Linked DNA regions of Mus musculus: region 1 is linked to region 2. A link is a contact called in public Hi-C data. All regions are on one chromosome and are shown on one strand. Each heading gives the region's core, a stretch centred on a gene start, on an enhancer-like site or on the middle of the called end of the contact. The rest is flanking DNA. Distances are from core to core; before and after follow the strand shown.

Region 1 (2,722 bases), core at 141-2,640, 81 kb after region 2:
TCAAGCAGCTTGCGCTCACTGCCCCCTGGTGGATACTCATGGAACAACAGGTAGGGCATGGGCTGGTCCTGGGAAGCGTGGGCCCAGTGCTAACAAAATAAGGTTTATTTAATCATTCTCACTGAGTCCACCACAAATGCAATGGGGTGGGTAAGTGTCTAGAAACCAGGCAGTACTCTGTGGCCCAAACAGATCAACAGGTGGGCAGGGGTTCTGCCCGGGGTCCCCGCAGAAGGGTCAGCCTCTGAGATGGACTGGCACCTTCATTTGTAAACAGTTTTTTCTTTTCCTTTCTCTAAAAAAAAAATTTTTTTTAAACCAGGCATGATGATGAGAATCCCAGCACTCAGGAGGCAGAGGCAGGTGAATCTCTGTGAGTTGGAGGATAGCCTGATCTACATAACAAATGCCAGGCTAGCTAGGGCTACATGGTAAGACCCTCGTTCCTAGTCCTGTCTGTGGCTTCTTGAATGCCTTGAGAAGCTGGGCCTGTTTGCGGTCTTCCCTTTATGTAGGTACTGAAGAAGACCTAGAACTTGGTGAGCCTTTAATCCAAAGGCTCTCTCTCCTTCAATACACTCTTTGAAAAGCAGCTTCCCGCCTCACGGTTTTCGAGACAGGGTTTCTCTGTGCAGTCCTGCTGTCCTGGAACTTGCTCTGTCAACTGGGCTGGCCTGGAACTCAAAGAAGTCCGCCTGCTGGGATTAAGGCCTGTGCCACCAGACCCCAGTTCAGTGCATTCTTTGAAGGGCAGCTACCCCCTTCTGAAGCAGCCTGGAGAACCCCACCTCTGATCATGACAGTGCAGAGAGCTTCCAGCCCACACTGACAGACAGACCTTAGGTCTCCCCTGGCAAGTGCGTGTTGTACTCCGTTTACATAAGGGCTTTTCCTCTGCAGGTTGATGATCAAAATTATGGCAGGGGAGAAGTCTGACACCCATCTCAGACACAAATTTTAAAAGATGACCAAAGACTCAATAATATATACAGATAATATTTTAATAGAGAATGTTAGTAAATCAAGATTAATACAAAAACAAAGAGCAAAAGTCAAAGTTGGGATTGACAGGGCTGGAATTAGGGTGAGGTAAAGGAGAGACAGTGCGGGGGTGGGGGCGAGTCGGTTCTACAAGTACAGAATGCATCAAAGTTACATTGGAGGCTTGACAACCACCCCCCCAGCCTCCCCAGCTCCCCAGCCCCCCAGCCCCAACCCACTCTCTCCTATCCCCACCCCACTCTTCACCCCCACCATAATAGGAAGAAACGGCTTCCGGGCTGCATGTAATTCTTACTTGTGCCACTAGAGGGAGCACACCTACCGCACAAACCTCCAATAAGCCACAGGGGGCTGGAAAAACCAGCAGGCCTCTGCAGCAGACAGTTTCCTAGCCTCAGAGCCCAAGACAAAAGGGAGAGTCTCAGGCCAGGGTTCTAGGGTGGCTGTGATCTTGTGCTGGGAAAAAAGAAAAAGAAAGAAAAGGAATAAAATCAGTCTCACCTTTTCCAGACATCTGCACTTGGGACAGAGTTTTGAGCTCCCTGTTTGTGTCAGAGACCAGCCTGAGATGGGGCAGGAGTACCAGCTCTTGTTAAGCAAGAACGGGGTCCAGTCCTGAGTGTCTTGGGGTCCCCTGTGTGGTTTGGGTGATAACGTTTGTGACTTCAGCAAAATGAACGGCTGGGCCAGAAGATCTCAGGACCAATGTAGGCATCAAATGTTGATCTCTCTCTCTCTTCAAAGCAGTCAGGAAAGGACGACAACACACGCACAATGAGTAGCATTGCTGAGGGAATCAGCCAGCGTCTAAATCTCCACACTCAGGCCTCTGCTTCTACTGAAGACGTGTGTGTGTGTGTGTGTGTGTGTGTGTGTGTGTGTGTGTGTGTACACGCATGCACACACTGAGGCCAGAGAAAAATAGCGGGTGTCCTGATTTACCATTTCTCATCTTATTCCCTTGAGTCCGAATCTGTCACTGAACTTGGATCTCTGCTGATGACTGACAATCCCCAGCAATCCTCCTGTCTCTGTCCCCAATAGAACTAGAGTGACAGACTTGTGTTCATGCATGCCAGGCTTGTATGTGAGTTTGGGGAAAATCTGTATTTAGGGCCTTTTCTGCCCCTAACCTGCTTTTCTGGCCAATGCTTTTACACACTGAGCCATCTTCCCACCCCTCAGTGAAGACTTCTGTTATAACAAATCACTGTCAAATCTCCTGAGCTACACTAGAAATGGCGGCAACGTTTACTGAACACTGGCAGCAGGCCGCCTTTGATGTGTGCGGACTGCTCCACAGTTCACACTATTGTCAGCAGCTTCCAAGACCACCAACCTCACTTCATAGACACGGGGAAGCAGAGACCACAGATAGGGGGCCCCTGTGAGCAGGTCTGTCTACCCCATGCTTCCCAGCGGGAGGAGCCTGATAAACCAGAACTGTCTAGGCTTTGACAAGTTTCTGAGTAGGATAGAGTTGGTTCCGAGGGGGTCTCAGGTCAGACCTTTGAAGCCATTTGGTACCACAACCTACCCAGGCTTTCAGAGCAGTGGCTCGCCTCTCCTTGGGACCCTCTGATTCCATAGTCTGAGAGTCACAGACCCAGCTCCTTGCACATGGGTCTGATGACAGGAGACCCTACGTTAGTGTAGCTCCCTCACTCTTCAAGAGCTATACCCTTTCCCTGCTGTAGAAACAGAAGCCTAAAAAGAACTT
Region 2 (2,700 bases), core at 170-2,669:
TCTTCACCCCCCTTACCACCCAGGGGACCTCCAGTCCTCTAACAGAGGCCCCTTGTCACCCACAGAAAAGGATTAGGAACCAAGCAATTTGCAGGGGTTGAAGAGGGTATACCGCCCTCTGGTGGAATACTTGGGAATTGGTGCCCACATGCTATAGACCTTTGGTACTGGCAGCAAGTCATGTATTTTTTAGGATAGATCCTTCTTCAGCTGGCCACATCCCCAGTGGTGGGTGTGCAAGGATATGTCACCATGGCCAGCTTGGGTGAAATGGAAGCTCAAAAGTCAGGTCTTCACTTTACTGACTGAGCTATCTCCAGACCCAGGATTCTCACATGGGGCAGCTCCAAACACCAGGGCAGATTCTGAGAACTCCAGCCAACAGCATGAACACATAGCATTTACAGGAGAAAAAAAGTGAGACATAAAAAATAATTGGCTACACCTTAGTCGTCAGCCCGGAGCTCAGTTGCAACTTAGTTAATTGGCTGCAAGGCCTCGGTGATTGAATTCCACATTGGTTTGGTCCGGTCTGTTCCGCTCAAAACAAACAGCCAGCCAAATTACTTATCACAAAATATTTGTTACAGAAAGCATTGTGTCCGATAAACCCAGGAACCACTCTTGTAGAATAAAACCCAAAACCTATCCTGGGCTTTTCTTACAGCCAGCGGGGATATGGCCCTGGGGAGAATGGCTCACAATATCAAATGTCCTGTCAAGACGGATGTAGCAGAGATTACGTAACCAACTAGAATCTGAGCTTGCAGTCGTTAGAATACAAGTACAGCCACCTTACACACACTGTGGCCCCGCGATTCCAGGAGATGCCCGTGAAATGCCCTTGGTGCAGATCTGGTGAGAAAACAGATGCTCTGGAAAGGCTGGGCAGCGGCAGCGACATTCATCCCACCGCCCCAGGTTTATTTAAAGACATTTCAGTGGGGCTGTCGAGATGGCTCAGTGGTTAAGAGCACTGACTGCTTTTCCAGAGTACTGGGATTCAATTCCCAGCACCCACATGACAACTCAAAACTCTCTGTGACTCAAATATCCAACACCCGCACACAGACACAAAACATGCAAGCAAAACAACAATGTATATTTTTTTAAAAAGGTCAAATTTAAAGCATTTCTGTAAGCACCGCTAATTTTAAAAACAAGAGACAGTCTGGGTGTGGCAAAAAAACAAAAAACAAAAATGTGCCCGTCATCTTAGCACTTGGCAGAAGTCAAGATCTGGGAGTTCAAGGCTGGCCTCAGCTACACGTTTAAGGTGGGTCTGGGCTACGTGAGACCCGTGTTTTAAAAGACTATTTCTCAAGCAAAATGTAAGGCAGCCATCAAGCTAAACATGTCTCACATCACAGCTAAGACTGCAGAAAGAAAAGCAAATGAGCAAGAAATGAAGGGGGCGCCCTCTAGTGGCTGATTACACTATCACAAGAAGGCAGGTTCTGGAGATCGGAACAGAAGAGGACTTGGTGCTTGTCTTCAAGGGAAAGGGAAAACCGCCTGATGTAATGGACGGTTCGCCTGAAGTGGACACGTGGAAATGTGTTGTCCCTTCAGTGGATCTTTATAAAGGCATATAGTCTGGCTTTTCCCAAAGAAAGTGACTAATTCGAAATCAGACCATAAATCCCAGGCAGGTTCGGAATCTAACCGAAAGGTACAGACTGACAACCTGGGCATCTCCACTCTGCTGGGTGACAGGACCCTTTTAGAGTGGGAGCTGTGACGTTCGCCATTGTGCAGCCTTTACAGCACTTAGCAGATGGTTACCCACAGAGAAGACATCCCATCTTTTTTTATGATAAGAATAATTAGCATTTTAAAAATGATCAGTGTCCAGTGCTATCTTTTGCTGGTCTCAGTGACTGAATAAGGAAAGTAACAGTCTACAGATAAGGAAATTAGGTCTCAAGACGGCCAGTAACTTGCCTAAGATGACAATGGCAGAGTCTGTACCCAAACACTTAAGCCCGGGAGTCTATAGACCCTGAACTAACAATTCTCAAATGGGTTGATCTCACGAGTCTGTTACACTCTTTAAAATCCCACAATAAGGGCTGTGGGATGGCTCTGTCAGTGTGGTGCTTGCCTGCGAGCACAATGACCTGGGTTCAATCCCAATTTAAAAGGAAATAAAGGACTGAAAAGATGGGTCAGCCATTAAAAGGTAGGCTCACAACAAGAAAGAAAGGAAGGAAGGAAGGAAGGAAGGAAGGAAGGAAGAAAGAAAGAAAGAAAGAAAGAAAGAAAGAAAGAAAGAAAGAAAGAAAGAAAGAGAAAAGAAAGAGAAAAAAGAAAGAGAGAGAAAGAAAAAAAGAAAGAGGAAAGAAGGAAGGAAGGAAGGAAGGAAGGAAGGAAGGAAGGAAGGAAGGAAGGAAGAGGGAGGGAGGGAGGGAGGGAGGGAGGGAGGGAGGGAGGGAGGGAGGGAGGGAGGAAGGGAAGGAAGGGCTGGCTGGCAAGATGGCTCAGAGGGTAAGGGTACTTATCACCAAGACCGGATCTGAGTTTGATATTTAGGATCCATGAAGTAGAAGGAGACAGCCAATGTCATGCAGGTTTGTTCTCTGATCTCCTTAAGTAAAATAGTGGTACACATATCACACCATACCCATGCCCCACACACACACACACACACACACACGATACATGTAATTACTTGTAAATCCAGGCATGGTAGTGTGTTCT

What was found. Hi-C and Micro-C count contacts between places; a contact is called where the count stands out from the background.
Region 1: a contact with region 2 is called in a Hi-C map of the N1E-115 cell line, with 6 times the contacts expected there. The contact joins two enhancer-like sites. A contact is called at or near these places in 2 of 39 promoter capture datasets (embryonic stem cells and stem cell-derived epiblast-like cells), 1 of 15 datasets of contacts at CTCF or cohesin (embryonic stem cells), 3 of 484 Hi-C or Micro-C datasets (the N1E-115 cell line, embryonic stem cells and uterus), 3 of 115 datasets of contacts at active chromatin or transcription factors (bone marrow-derived macrophages and embryonic stem cells) and 3 of 9 other capture datasets (adipose tissue, liver and pancreatic islet).

Annotation. Positions count from the first base shown.
Region 1 is chr11:43,492,856-43,495,577 of GRCm38.p6, forward strand. No RefSeq gene overlaps it. Among named protein-coding and RNA genes, the nearest start is that of C1qtnf2, 20 kb to the left of the region's middle. Within about 2 kb of position 1,391, at least 52 of the 459 cell types and tissues checked have an H3K27ac peak or open chromatin away from gene starts, as enhancers often do. A contact at or near this core is called in the N1E-115 cell line, where this site is marked.
Region 2 is chr11:43,411,537-43,414,236 of GRCm38.p6, forward strand. No RefSeq gene overlaps it. Among named protein-coding and RNA genes, the nearest start is that of Pttg1, 13 kb to the right of the region's middle. Within about 2 kb of position 1,420, at least 34 of the 459 cell types and tissues checked have an H3K27ac peak or open chromatin away from gene starts, as enhancers often do. A contact at or near this core is called in the N1E-115 cell line, where this site is marked.